Linked DNA regions of Mus musculus: regions 2 and 3 are each linked to region 1. The links are chromatin contacts, called in public Hi-C maps. All regions are on one chromosome and are shown on one strand. Each heading gives the region's core, a stretch centred on a gene start, on an enhancer-like site or on the middle of the called end of the contact. The rest is flanking DNA. Distances are from core to core; before and after follow the strand shown.

Region 1 (4,744 bases), core at 2,058-4,557:
GCGGGAGAGCCAAGCCCTAAGAACATCAGAGTCCGTGTGTGCAGGCTCATGAGAATGGCCTGAGGATCCAGGCCATAAGGTCTGACATGGCCAGTGGCAGCAAGCAAGCACAGTTGGTGCAAACTCTGCTTACTCTACTCTGCCTCTGCCTCCATCATCACCAAGGCAGCATTACAAACTGTTCGAAGTGGACAAATCCTTTGTTAAACCTTGTGCTAGCCCTTCTTTCTAGCCAAAGCTTAATTGCACATGACCTTAGCAACAGTCTTCCTTCAGCCTGTTTTCCTTACTCTGAGTCTTTGGCCTGATCTCTTATGCAAGACAGCTCACTCCCATAACCTCCTCAATGGGGGAAAGTGAGTAATTTAAAATGCCTTTCCTATTAAAAAAAAAAAAAAGCAGCTGGTACTCATATGTGGGGAAGTTGTGAAATCCTTCATTCACTCACACATCTTATTAGACTACAGTAACACAGACTCACAACTCTCCTTCTGGTGAAGTTGTTTATGTGGGTCAGCTCACGCCTTGACACCAGAGACTATTCCCACCAAGTAAGTCATCAGGAATCATTGTGTGGGTACGTATGCATGGTAGGAGCAAGCAGTGCTCAATGCTCCCCAGTTCGAAGGCTGGGGAGCACTGAACTCCACCATATGAAGTACCAGCGATTTCCAGTTTCAGATGCTAGCATGGTGTTCTGTAAATGAGCAAAAAAAACAAAAACAAAAAAACCTAACAAATGTTCACAGAATTAATTAAAGAATCTGATGAACTATGAATCAAATTGGAGTTTGAGGAAGACTGCAAATATGTGCTACTTGAAACCTGATATGAACAAATAACAAATGTCAAAAAAAAATAAGAAGAGGATGTCTCGAATCATTAGTGTCTTTGTGCATGCTGTTCTATGAGACCTATGATGATTTTTATTGCTATCTAAGCACTGTGGTCCTCTCCATGACTCTGAGACTCTGACTGTGGGTTCCAGGAGGTTCTGCTGACAAACACAATATGGTGCAGGGACCACCACAAAGGATCAGGCCCATCACCGGCTGGTTCTATACTGTGCTCTATCCCGGAAGCCTCCTTCAGGCCAGATTCATAGGCTCTTAGGCTGCCCACTTGATTCTAGTGACTAAAGTTTGTCTTTGGAAAGAATTTTTGCATTGTAAGCAGTAAGTAACACAAATAGCTTTTTCTAGTGTTATAATAAGTTGCGTGACTACTTAACTGTGCAGAGAGAAGGTCTTGAGTTGGCTAAATCTCAATATTTGCTTTCTTCCACACTTGGAAGTTGAATTATTAAATCCAAAGGAACTCGACCAAAAGCATGACATCCTTTGATGGGCGAAGTGTAAAGCCAAAACCTAAAGCTAAGGATGGGTCCCAGAGACAGGAGTCTTTCTCACAGTCTAAGGACCAAGAAAGAGCAGAAGTCAATGTCCTGCCTAGAACCATGTAGGTGTTTTGCCTGTGTCTTCTGAGGCTTGAAGGCTGCTGGGACATTTCAACCATACTCATCTTTCTTTTCCCAAATCAGTATATGAAAAGGGGAGACTTCATTTCACTGAATTAAACCCTTTCTCATAACTCAAGTCATTCCATTAATGGAGAAAGTGAGGCAGGGGGATTAAGATGGTCTTGTTGTGATAATAATAGCTGCAGTTGCCAGAGAGTATTCAATACGCCAGAGGCTTTGTCTAAGACACATTCATCCCACAAGGACAGTGAAAGGTTGGTGTGGTTCCCTCTTGACAGGGAGGGTCCAAGCAGGCCTGTGTGCCTCCAAAGACTAACACTTCCAGTTCCCTCCAGGAGGATCCGGAGAGAGTCTGGAAGATTTTTCCTAGAGCGATGGCAGATCCTTGTAATGAAATGAAATGAAATCAAAGCACCCGCAATGAAGGTTATAATAGCTGGCAAGAATGGGAGGCAGGCTGGTAACAATGCTGTAAGCTTTTAAAGATCAGTGTACGCGTCTTCCGAACAGCTGTGTATTTCATTTGAGTGCATCATCTGGACCTTGTTAGGACTCAATAGATGTTTGGAGCCAATAAATAAATGTGTGCCTCTATCAAAATAAGATTGGCTTTTTGCCCGTACAATAGGTATTTCTGCCTGCTTTAAATCTCCCTTCACAGTCAATAAGTGTCTTAACGTCAATAGCCTTTTCTGTTTACGCAGCTCTCTATGGTCGGTGAGCATCATTTTACTCAGAGCAATGCTATGACGTTTGGACAGCAGGAATTACTTCTTCCTATTTGGGGGACTCTGAGGCCCAGAGAGGTTAAGTGATTCCTCCAAAGTCACATAGCAGGCTTCATATCTATTCTCCTGCCAATATGCAGAGTCCTCTTGGGAGAAATGTCCCTTTCCGCTTTATCACTGAAGCTTAACACAATCAGACCTTACACCTTGTGCACAACAATGCTTCATACTTACTTCTTGAGTATGGAAGGAAGGAAGGAAGGAATGAAACGCTGTATACAATGACCCAATGAGATTTGTACTGTATCAGATTTGGATGGAAAATATTCTAGAGGATTCCTTTGCCTGTGCACATTTCATTTAAGTAAGCGACCTCCCAAATGCTCAAAGATCACCTTACGGCACTCTTTCTAGCTATAGAATGTTTGTTTTAGGTCATCTTGGAGCCATAAATCTATCTAATCGGTGCCTAATGGTTCTGAGCATGACTCAAGCAAGTATCCCATTAATTGAAAAGAGAGCGTTGTCATCTGTCACAGAGCTTTCTCATTATGTCCTATCAAATTTAAACCAGAGCCAGGTTTGGAAATCTTTTATGAACAGTATAATTACACTGCATCCTATGGTGTTAGGAAGGAGGACTCACAGTTAGCATCCCTGTCATAAGTGGGAAGTGATCCATGCTAGGCAGGAAAGGGGCCAGATGGGCCTCACCAAGACCCCCATCCCGCCTCCTTCAGCTCCACTAAATTACCCAGTCTCTATGTGTGTGGAGAAGGCATAAATCAATCGTTTGCCTCTGTGTGTGTTAAACAAATGCATTGCTTCCGTTAATTAAAAGTCAAGACTGCGGTTTGCAAAGGTGGGGCATAACTGGCATTTGTTCCTGAAGATTCCAGAGAACCAGCTAGATCCTAATGAGATGCCCCGGGCTCCAGGCAGGCTGAGGAACACGCAGAACTCAGCTTAGAACGCAGACAAACAGCCTTCGTTGCCCTTGTTCTGAGAAGCAAGGAGCAGCACCCCAGCAACACCCAGGTCTTTGTTTTTTCACTACAAAGTAGCACCTTGGGGACAGAGCCAGTACCCATCACAGTGGCAGAAGGCCCTGCCCTCCTAAGAGGGATCCCTGGGATTGGCTTGTGGGTCCCACGTGACTTGCACAGGCTTTAACCTGGGAGCTCCAATTTCCTCGATTCTGATAGGGTTCTGTTTTCTTATCTTCTTTACTTCATCTTCTACCACCCCATCTTTCCCACGGCTGCACAATCTTCCTGATCCTGTTTCTCCTTCTTCATTGGCAGGGGCTCCTAGGTCACGTGTCAGTCCTGGTAAGAAGTAGAGCCAATATGACTTTCACGTACATTACACTCCGGGTGTATGCATACACTCAGCTTGGATATCGTATGCATACAGTATAGAAACTCCTCATGTAGGGGCACTATTAATCTTTGCACCTCGTTACAGGGGGAATGGTTTTGTCGTTGATTAAAGAGTTTTTCAAATATGCGTCTTTCTCATATGTCAATATCATATGAGAAAGTAAATGACAAACATATGTCAATGACCATATGCCAATGATCTTTTTTTTCTGCCATAAATATAGTAATGGATAAGGAGGGAACTTTACATAAAATGTAGGGAAAATCTATTTATAACTCTCTCCCTCAGAATCAACTGCTACAGATATTTTGATGTATTTTCCTTTTTCAATTATATCAATATATATATATAATGTAGAAAGCAATATATTAGGCATTTATATTTATGTGTCCAATTCAACCAAAGGAAAAAACATATTGGATAGTCCCCTACCTTATATTTTTGGTTGTAAGCTCAGCTGTCTTAGTCAGGGTCTCTATTCCTGCACAAACATCATGACCAAGAAGCAAGTTGGGGAGGAAAGGGTTTATTCGGCTTACACTTCCATGCTGCTGTTCATCACCAAAGGAAGTCAAGACTGGAACTCAAGCAGATCAGGGAGCAGGAGCTGATGCAGAGGTCATGGAGGGATGTTCTTTACTGGCTTGCCTCTCCTGGCTTGCTCAGCCTGCCCTCTTATAGATCCCAAGACTACCAGCCCAGAGATGGCACCACCCACAAGGGGCCTTTCCCCCTTGATCACTAATTGAGAAGATGCCTTACAGCTGGATCTCATGGAGGCATTTCCTCAACTGAAGCTCCTTTCTCTGTGGTAACTCCAGCTGTGTCAAGTTGACACAAAACTAGCCAGTACAATTGACCCCTTGTCAACTTGACACACAAACACATCACTAGTAAGCCTCAACCCTTACATTCTTATTCATCCCCAAGGTCTAAACAACTTTAAACATCCCACAGTCTTTACATATTCTTAAAATTTCAATCTCTTTAAAATATCCATCTCTTTTAAAATCCAAAGTCTTTTTACAATTAAAAGTCTCTTAACTGTGGGCTCCACTAAAATAGTTTCTACCTTCAAGAGGGAAAATATCAGGGCACAGACACAATCAAAAGCAAAAATCAATCTCCAACCGTCCAATGTCTGGGATCCAAC
Region 2 (4,671 bases), core at 2,082-4,581, 170 kb after region 1:
TTCTGTTTGGCAACAGAGAAAGCCAAGGAGGAAAAGAGTGTCTGGTGGACGGTAAGAAGCCCCTGGCAGAGGCAGCTGGAGACTTCTCTGGGGAGGGCTGGTGTGTGCAGGTAGGAGCGTGGTTGTGGTAGCTGCTGTTGCTTTTGAAGGGTGCAGTCAGCAGCAGAGAAAGGGCTCTGACTCCATTAGGGACTCTCGGGGAGGGGACTGCTTCTGCAAACCTTGCTTTGGCTTGCTTCTGTGACTCCTACAGAGCACAGTTAATGACAATAGTCATACCAGGTCTCACACTGTCGGATGCTCTGGGTGCTCACATCAAAGATATGATGAAGAAACAGCCATTCCTTTATTGGTTAATGTCAGCTTCATTCTTGTCTTAGAAGATCTCAAAGTCTTTGTTCCGAGGAGGCCACTGATGGAAGGGCGACTTGATCCAGTATAGATTTGTGTGATCTTTCACTGTGTCATCTGCTTATTTGAATTGTGTTTACTTTAGCTTTAAGTGTGCATGGATGTCAAAGAGGAAAACAGCCAAAAGGCAAATTTTACATTAATTACAAAACATAGCATTCATGATAAATGAACTGTGTCTTCCATGGTTTGGCATCTTTTTCCTAAGCCTCGGGTCTTTGCCTGCTCAAGCAGTTAACACTGTTCTTATTTGGAGTGTCTTCCTGACTGGTCTTTTGCAGTAGAACATTTCATGTTTCTATTTAATTTTTGCTTTGCTGTGTATAGGTGCTGTGCCTCGCCTGACCACCCGGTATTCTCTGCTGACATCTTGCTTCTTTAAGCCCATCTGTTGTTTTTAGTCTGTTGGTCTTTCCCCTAACTCTTCTTCAGCATCTGATGACAGTTTTGCCAAAGCCAAGTTCTGATAACTAGCTAGCATCATCAGAAGTGGTTAAATCCAGAAGGGATCTAGAGCTGGGCAGCCTGGGACCAGACCCTGGCCTGACCTGACCCTGTTGTGGCGTCCTGAGCTACTCGATGTCCTCTGTCAACTCTTTGTCTTCAGTAGTGAGCCATGGTCATGGTACCTCGTGTGAGAGCACTTCAGGGGATTCAGTGAAACTGTATGGGTCTCAGAACAGGGCGTGGCACCAGCATTGTTTAGTTTGGGCTGCTCCTCTGCCTTCCTAAAGTTGACTGGTAAATGTTACTGTAAGGAAAAGCAGGGATGATCAATAATGGTGACATGAGTAGAATGTCTCTAAGCAGCTGTTTCTAGTTTCTGTGATCCTTGATAATACAAAGGGGAAATCTCCAGCTGAGTCGAGCCTGGAACCGCCTCCTTTCTAATGGCTTTCCTGGGATAGCGTATATACATATACCACACACGCACGCAAAGTATTTTCTTCAGGGCTTACTTGTCTGTCTCATTGATCCTTCATCTTGTGATAAAATACATATAAAGAAAAATTGGCCATTTTAACTATTTTTTTTAAATCTACAACTCAGGAGTGATCAATATGTCTACAAGGTTGTATATGTCATCACTTACATTTTCAAAATGTTTTCATTACCCCAAACATGGGATAGTACCCATTAAGCAATAGCTCCCCAATTCCCCCTCCTTTAGCCTTTGGTAATTGCTATTTTAAATTTACTTATTCTGGGTATTTCATGGGCATAAAGTACTATTTTATGTATCCATTTGTGTTCAGCTTTTTTTTCCCCCTTATGTTCTAGTTCATCTTTGTAACATTAGCAGAGCTTGATTTTTTTTTTTTTCTATTTCTGACTAGTATTCCGTTGTGGGTAGACCACATCTAACCCAGACACTTGGGTTATTTTATCTTTTGGCTATTAAAATAATGCTGTAATTAACATTAGCACAGAAATATTTGCTCAGGTTCCTACTTTCAACTTGCACCAACCAATTAAATGGCAGTTCATACAGGATTCTGTTTTAGCTTTTCCAAGAACCCTAGATCTACTTTCCTTCTGTTTTTCTCTGTTGGTATCTCCCTCAGAAGCTCCTGTTTCTTCCAGTCTTCCAGGCTTCATTGTACTTCCAAACAGCAGGCGTGCTTTCCCTCCCAACCACGTGGCTTCCTCCCACATTTCCGAGGGAACGCCCCTCTCTGTCCGTTGTTTGCTGGTAAAGCATACATCAGCGACTCTGGCTACATTCACTGGATGGCTTTCATCTCCTTGTCAAGGCAGGGTAATGTTTGTAGAAGGCAATCCATAGGTCTCTGCTGACCTAAGCCTGAGGCTGACCAGCACAGGATGGTGCTGTAAGGAGTGGGAGATATCAAGAGCCCTGCAGAGCATCCTTAAACTCCCTCATCCCAAACCACACCTTACTTTAGTTCTCCCTCAGTTTTGTCTTGTGGGGCAGTTTGGCCACCCTGTCCTGGGGGAGGGTAGCCTTCCACTTCTCTTTTGCCCACTGTTTCTTCACTTTCCTACAAGCAAGTGAATTAATTAGTGAATACCCCAACAGACCGTAAGCCTGCCTCAGACAGCCATTCTGGCTGCTGGGTTAATTGTTAGTCGGGTTTCTGGCCGTCATTCACTTCACAATGAGGCTCCTAATTAATCTCCGCGCCGTTCTCACCAGAAGAAAGGACGTTAGGGAGAAACATCCCCAATTACCATGAGAAAGGAAATGTCAAGAGCTCCACTGAGTTTTCCTGGCACCCCTCCCTGGTCTCTGATGAAAACCCGGCCATTGGGTCAGGAGGCTGCCTAGCCATCGACCATGAAAGACCCAGTGTAAAAGCCTGGGGGCCCCAGGCTACCCCAGCTCCAGTTGAGCCTGTTGTGTGCACACCCTCGTGCTCAGTAGCATCCACTGTGTTTCCCAGCTTCCAGGGCCACATCTGAGTTGGAAATTTCTCTGCTGTCCCAGAAGTAGGCGAGCCGCTTTCATCTGGAAGAGCTAAAGGTCTCTTCTTTGTGTATTTTTTTTGTGCCTTCAGGACAAAAGATTCTTCATCACCGAAGTGACGTCTTAGAAACAGTCGTTCTGATCAACCCTTCAGATGAAGCCGTCAGCACTGAGGTGAGTATTTCAGTTCTGGGAGGTCTTAGAGCCTCCAAGGATGGGGACTTGGCTGATCAAAGGGGCTAGATAGGTGGGGGAGTTGGAGAGAGATGTACAAGGGGTAAGTCCCAGGTCCTAGGCTTCCTCGATGCCCAGAGCCTGCTTCTCTGCATCTAGTATCATAGCACCAGCTCACCAGAAGCCTCTTTCAATTAAGGACACAAGCGAACAGTGCCAGCTGGAAGCATGTTTGTTGAGGGGTGTAGAATGGGGGGTATGCACTGGGTATGTTGTTGCCAGGATGCAGAGCAAGAATGTAGCAGAGGAAATAGACGGCAAGCTCCAGGCTGGCACATACAGGGATGGAACTCAGAGACGACGAGCATCCCAATAGCATCCCTGTTCAGAGAGATCCAGGCCAGCACTAGCTACCCTTGGAAGGCAGGCCAGCCTCAGAAACATGGTCTCTAGCCCAGGTCAAATCACCTGGTTTCATCATCCAAGGTCGGTCAAGTTATCTTACTGCTTCGGTTTGCCCCTCCCTGTGAAGGAGATCATAATAGCCCCTGAATTTAATGCTCCTATGTAATGCTCTCTGAAGTGCTCAGGGCTTAGAAGAAGTGTGGCACATAGTGACTAAGATGTACATGCTGGCTCCTGCTGCTGTATCATTAGCATCACATGAGAATACTTACTACTAGAGAGAGTAATTGGCAATTTCAGGACCCACCCTGACATAAGAATTTGGAGGAAGCCAAGAGAATCTCTGGTCCCCTCAGGCCAAGCGTTGATAGAGCTCCTCTTCCACCTCCTCTGAGATAGAGTTGCTTCCTGAGCATTAAGGACCAAAGGCCCTGGCAACATCCTAGCCTAGGCTGTGTGTGTCTTCTGCCGGTGTCTTAGCAACTCTGACTATTCAGGTTTTCAAATTGGGATGTAATTCATGAACCATAGACTCATTCACTGAAAGTGTGTAGTTTTGTGGGTGTTTTTTTTTTAAGAATTATTATAAAAATGAGCAGTTTAACTCCAAAACATGCCTGTCACTCCCCAAAATTTCCTAAACCCATTAGCAGTTATCCCACTGCCCCTTAGCTTCTGACAATCCCTATTTTCTCTCTCCAGATTTTTTCCTGTCTTAGACATTTCATACAAATGGCATCATACAACATGTGGCCTCTTTTGTGGAGCTTAACTTAGCTTAGTGGCGTCATGATCTAGTCCAAGTGTAGCACGTTGGTCCCGCACTCCTTTCGACCATTGTGTGGCATCCTTTTGTAGACATCTGATAACTCATTTCTTAGTTTCTGCCACTTTCGTTGCTTTCGGTTTGGGGCTATCGTAATCGGGCCTGTTTTGACCTACTTCTGCGTGCAAAAGCTCTGACAATCCAATTAGGCATGAAGTCACAGAAAACCCAGGGGCACTTTCTGTCACCCAGAAGCCGGAGGGCTAGTATGTACCCAGGTAGACTGCCTAGCTGTGAAACAGGAGTTTTGTTTTGTTTTTTGTTTTTTGGTTGTTTTTTGTTTGTTTAAAAGCTTTTGTTGGAAGTATCAAGCTACTTTGTGGGCCACATGAGCCTGAGACAACTGCTTAGGTATGCATGCTTTTCTATGAGTGTGGCCTGTGGGGTTCATGGGCAGGGGTCATGGCCTGTTTAGTTTTGAATTTTC
Region 3 (4,799 bases), core at 1,137-3,636, 180 kb before region 1:
AAAATTACTCCGTGTCTTTGTGTCTTAGTGTCTCGCTACAGAAAAACAGTGAATAGTAGTACCTACTTCAGAGAGTACCTACTTCAGAAGCTACATGCTGGTCAGCTTGGCGAATATGTAGATTCATTCAAAGGGTTAAATTCTAATCATCTAGGAATGTGTATCTCACACATCACGGGCTTTTATGACTCCTTGGTATTAGCATTTTTATTAAAATGGGCAAGAAAGCTAACTATCATTATTCCACATCATTTTTAAATGGCAAAAAGTAATTAGACAGGAAAAAATAAATCTGACCAAATATTGGAAAAGAGGAGACAAAATTATAATTTTCTGTGGATTGGCCATTTCGGGGAAGGGGTCTAAAAAATGAAAATCAACAAAAAAACCTCTTCAAAATTAAAATGAGAATTCAGTCAACTGCTCCCAACCAACTTTTCTTAACATTTTACAAGAGCCACTTAAAATATAAGATAATTAGGGGTGGCGGGGAGGTGACAGGAACCAACAAGCTCCATGGGGAATGGCAAAGCATTAGAAACACTACACAGGGACAGTGTGCCTTTTGGCAATAAGTCTTGCTATTGATGTGATGGCAATTCTGCCTAAATTAATTTAAGTTTCATTATACACTTTTAATCAAACCCAAATATTATTTTTATTTAAAAAATGACCCTCTGGATTATCTGGGCAAATAAACAATGAGAAGAGAGAGATTAAAAAAAATCATTGAAATAATTATAGTAGGGTGTCTGCCAGCACCAGACGTCAGAACACATTGAGAAAGTTGACATAGCTTAAATACTTCTACTGGTGGAAAGATAGAAAACAAACAAGCAAGCAAAAGCTTTAAGTGTTTATAAATGGGCCTTACATATATATTTAAAAGTTACTATATAACAAATTTTTTTTTCTTATGAATTAGAGTAAAAAGGAGAGCTAATTCCATCAGTGAATTTGGGGAATGGAAAACAGCTGGTAAACAGTGAGTGAACTTCTCTATTTCATGTGTTAATCTAAAAGATGGGAAGAGAAAGACCACCAACCCAAATCATCATGTCCAAATTAATTTAAAAAGTAACTAATTAAAGCAAGCTTTTTTTATGTGCCTCCACCTAAGGTGGGGTCTGAGAGACCAGCATTGGAAATGTGAAAGACAAAACATTTATAGCTCAGGAATAGGGAGTTTCCAAATGGGGGGATTTGGAGGGCAAAATAGCCGAGATTATAGGAGCAGAACATAGCCATAACAACTCAGTCCTAACGACCCCCTGAAACAAAGACAAGGTGGGCATGACAAAGTTGTCATAACTACAGGTAGTTATAACAAGATGGTCATAAAATCCTTTGAAACAAAGGTAGGGTTGCAAGATGGTTATAAACAACTTTTTGAAACAAAGGAGTAATCGCCACTCCTGAATATAGCATCATTTGTAATTAAGGTTACAGGTGAGATGTATCCCAATTCTTGATAAACAGATATTAATCATAAACAGGAATGAACCTAGTTTGTTTTTACTATAAGAAGACTTATAAGCCTAAGATAGGGGCAGGCTGGGTCTTCATACGAGTAACTCCAAAATAAGTTCTAAGGAGGACAGTCACTAAGTGGAGGCACATGAACCCACCAGTCAGCTTCCCATCTCTGAAGGGATACCTGATAAAAGCGTTAACTTGGCTCAGGATTGTAGGGGACACAACCTATGGTCTGTTGGCTCTGTTGCCTAGGCTCTTTGAGTCAAGGAAGGACATCATGGTGGGCAGAATGTGACAGAAGAAATTATTCACCTCATGGTATCCATATAAGAGGGACAGAGGGAGAGAAGAAAGAAGGCAGGATAAACATGGTCCAATATCCTCTTCAAGGACATGCCCCTGGTGACCACAGTTAAGCATGTTTACAGGAACAAGCATTTGTAGGTAGTCATTAAAATGTTCAAACATTTACTCCAAGCAGTTTCTAGCCAAAAGAACCTGAGGGCTATCACAATTGTTCCTTAAGGTAGTCCCCACCTCCCTTCCTCCCTGAGATTTGTCTTTCTAAAATAATAGGAAGTGGTTCTTACTAGTGACTATTTTAGTTAAGTAAACTTAACTAAAACTTTAATTTACAGTTCCTAGGCAAAGATTTGCAATAGGTTATATCATAAAAACAGCAGTAATTTCGTTTTGTTAGGTGTGTATATAAGAGTACAAAGCATCTATTTGTCTCATCTCCTCTGTATTCCCAAAGGGATTTAAGGGCCTCATATCTTGACCCCATTATCTCTCACTTTCTTCTTTGTCTTTGATGCTAGCCCACAGATAAGGTAGCAAGCCTATACTATGTCACCAACTGATGCTGCTTAGCGGAAGCTGAGTCCAGCCAGTGGAGCTGACTCATCCGTGTGATCCAAGTCTCTGGGATACAGCTTAGGCTGGCTGCGGTATTTCAGTGGGACTGTTCTCGATCAGTGAATGGTGACCTCGGTGGATGGGGTATATCTATCATTAATAAAGCCGTGCAAATAGAGAACAAGAGACACTGTGATCTTGGAATCCATAAATGGCAGAAGAGGAATTTAAAACATGATTAAAACAAGTCCAGCCAAAGTCCAGGGATGTGACGTTTTTCCTAGGATGGCAAAGCCCAGTCAGTCATTCTGCAAAACAAAGGAGAACTTACAGGACACTCTAATTTACTTCACTCAGTGGGGTAAACCAGGGTGACTAATACTGTTTTAATCTATGCATCCTTTGAGACCTGGGATATTGATATGTAAAAGCACTTAAACACACACTGTAATGGCCCAGGGCTGTCAAAGGCTGCTTTGAATTAGAAAGAGCTAGAAATATCCACATCGGAAGAGATCTGCCCAAGGCCTAGCACTATAAATAGTTCAGAGCAAGCCCTCTGGTTGCTGGGTTGGCCCAGGGCCTGGGCTCTTCCTTGGGGAGGCAAAGGGGGGGGGGACGGAGAAAATATGCAGGATGGAATCTGGGTATCTGTCTGCTGCTTTCCTGGTCACGCTGCCTTCTCAAGAAAAGCCCATTTGCCATTTGGGAAGTTTTCATCTCTCCTTTTCCTTTCTGCTTCTCTGTGGCATACAACCCACGGTTAAAATTCTCAGTGCAGCAGCAAGCAAGGCAAAGTGTTGCTGGCCCCTTTCTTGCGTTAGCTGTGAGATATTAGAAATACACAGCCTACTTACTGGCAGCCGAAGTTCTTGTTTCAGGGGTCTGTAGGAGGCAATGAAGCTGAAGCAATGGTAGGTGGGAACACGGAATGCCCGCATTTCTCTTAGGTTTTATCAGGCCCTCACAGTTCTCCTGGGAAGATATTGGGATGACATTTAGACAGATCTGCAGGACTGTGGAGGGCCCACAGATACAGACCCCAGTCATGTGACCCATGCGCCTTTTACTATCCCAGTGATCTATCAGTGATACAAACACAAAACACAGCTTTCACCTCAAGTGCAAGTAGTGATGGTTTATTCTAGAGCCAAATAGGAATGACAATGGCCCGGGGACCTGGACTCAGGTTCACCCAAATTTCATATTCCCATGTGACGACTGGTTCATGAAATTTGGAATTACAGAACAAAGGATGTCATAAACCAAGGCACTTTTCTCTTTGTTGGAAATACTCAGGCTTACAGCAAAACAGAGAACTCTCTGCTCTGGGCCTCAGATGTCCTGACGGGAGCCTGAGCTTGTGGGCTGGTGGATGCATGTGATCTGTTGAGTTAATACATCCTAAAAGAGTTAACATGATAGTACAGCAGTGTTAGGCCAGCCACAGAGGTGGGCGATGAATGGCTGCTAAGGGGGCTAAGGAAGGAAACCCAAGAGGATTTGGCACTGGGCCTGAAACATTCCAACTCTCTGGAACTGCTAAGTTTTAATCAATTCGTCAACCGGCCTTGTAGAATCCTGTTGGTTTTTTTTTTTTCCCTAGAAACTTCAGTTCACAATAATATGCAGATGCCGACCTTCCTCCCATACTCTGTACCCATGCAAGGCAGATCCCAAACTGTTTACAGAGAAATGGTCTCGCTCCTTTAGATCACAGTGATTTTTCAAACGTTCCCCTTCATTATGACCCAGCTGCTTCATATCCAGGTGACTGCATGGCCCACTGGGTCACGGTGAGAGTGTTGACTCTGAGGTCCTAGTCACGTATGTTGAAAAATCTTGGGCTGTCCAACTCCAAATGTACCACTTTAGTATAAGAAGAATTTTGAGATAAAAGCCAGACACAGGAAGAGTCCTCTTGCCTGCCTGGGTATGAAGTTCCCTTCGGGAAGGTGACATCCATTTGTTGAGGTCAGGCTGAAGCCTGATATAAAGTCACTCCAGATAGTTTAAAGCAAGCAGCTTTGACCCCCTTTTATGAATGGAGGGTAGATTTATAAACCGCATCATCTGTCTGGAACCAGCTACGCAGCACAGACATTTCAGTAAATGACTTATTATTGGGAGTTGAAAGGGCATCACTCTATAAATTTAATTGAGACTGTAAAGACACATGGCATATTAAAATCTTATAAAATCTCTCATGTGGAACCCATAAAGAGGTGGGCACATAGCACTGAGGGTGAAGGCCTCCGATTGATCTGCCATTTGACCACCCAGAGTGTGCACTAAGGGCTTACAGGCAGGGAAGTCCCGACCCAGCCTAGTTGACTCTGACTGCCTGTCCTCCTGTTTGCCTGTCTGGACCTGCCATCTGTCTGTCCACATTCCTTCATGTAGATCTGGTCCTATACTTTCACCTCTGTAGCTGGGCTTAGTTCTTCAGCTTCACTTGAAAACCT

What was found. Hi-C and Micro-C count contacts between places; a contact is called where the count stands out from the background.
Region 2: a Hi-C map of the N1E-115 cell line shows a contact between it and region 1, with 2.8 times the contacts expected there. The contact joins two enhancer-like sites. A contact is called at or near these places in 2 of 484 Hi-C or Micro-C datasets (the N1E-115 cell line and embryonic stem cells), 2 of 115 datasets of contacts at active chromatin or transcription factors (both in embryonic stem cells) and 3 of 9 other capture datasets (adipose tissue, liver and pancreatic islet).
Region 3: a contact with region 1 is called in a Hi-C map of the N1E-115 cell line, with 3 times the contacts expected there. The contact joins two enhancer-like sites. A contact is called at or near these places in 2 of 484 Hi-C or Micro-C datasets (the N1E-115 cell line and nephron progenitors) and 5 of 115 datasets of contacts at active chromatin or transcription factors (bone marrow-derived dendritic cells, embryonic basal ganglia and embryonic stem cells).

The regions. Positions count from the first base shown.
Region 1 is chr13:99,615,819-99,620,562 of GRCm38.p6, reverse strand. No RefSeq gene overlaps it. Among named protein-coding and RNA genes, the nearest start is that of Gm24471, 74 kb to the left of the region's middle. Within about 2 kb of position 3,307, at least 7 of the 459 cell types and tissues checked have an H3K27ac peak or open chromatin away from gene starts, as enhancers often do. A contact at or near this core is called in the N1E-115 cell line, where this site is marked.
Region 2 is chr13:99,442,556-99,447,226 of GRCm38.p6, reverse strand. It overlaps Map1b (microtubule-associated protein 1B), which reads left to right. Exons shown (of 7, transcript NM_008634.2): 3 at 2,931-3,013. Among named protein-coding and RNA genes, the nearest start is that of 6430562O15Rik, 32 kb to the right of the region's middle. Within about 2 kb of position 3,331, at least 91 of the 459 cell types and tissues checked have an H3K27ac peak or open chromatin away from gene starts, as enhancers often do. A contact at or near this core is called in the N1E-115 cell line, where this site is marked.
Region 3 is chr13:99,792,243-99,797,041 of GRCm38.p6, reverse strand. No RefSeq gene overlaps it. Among named protein-coding and RNA genes, the nearest start is that of Gm24471, 100 kb to the right of the region's middle. Within about 2 kb of position 2,386, at least 33 of the 459 cell types and tissues checked have an H3K27ac peak or open chromatin away from gene starts, as enhancers often do. A contact at or near this core is called in the N1E-115 cell line, where this site is marked.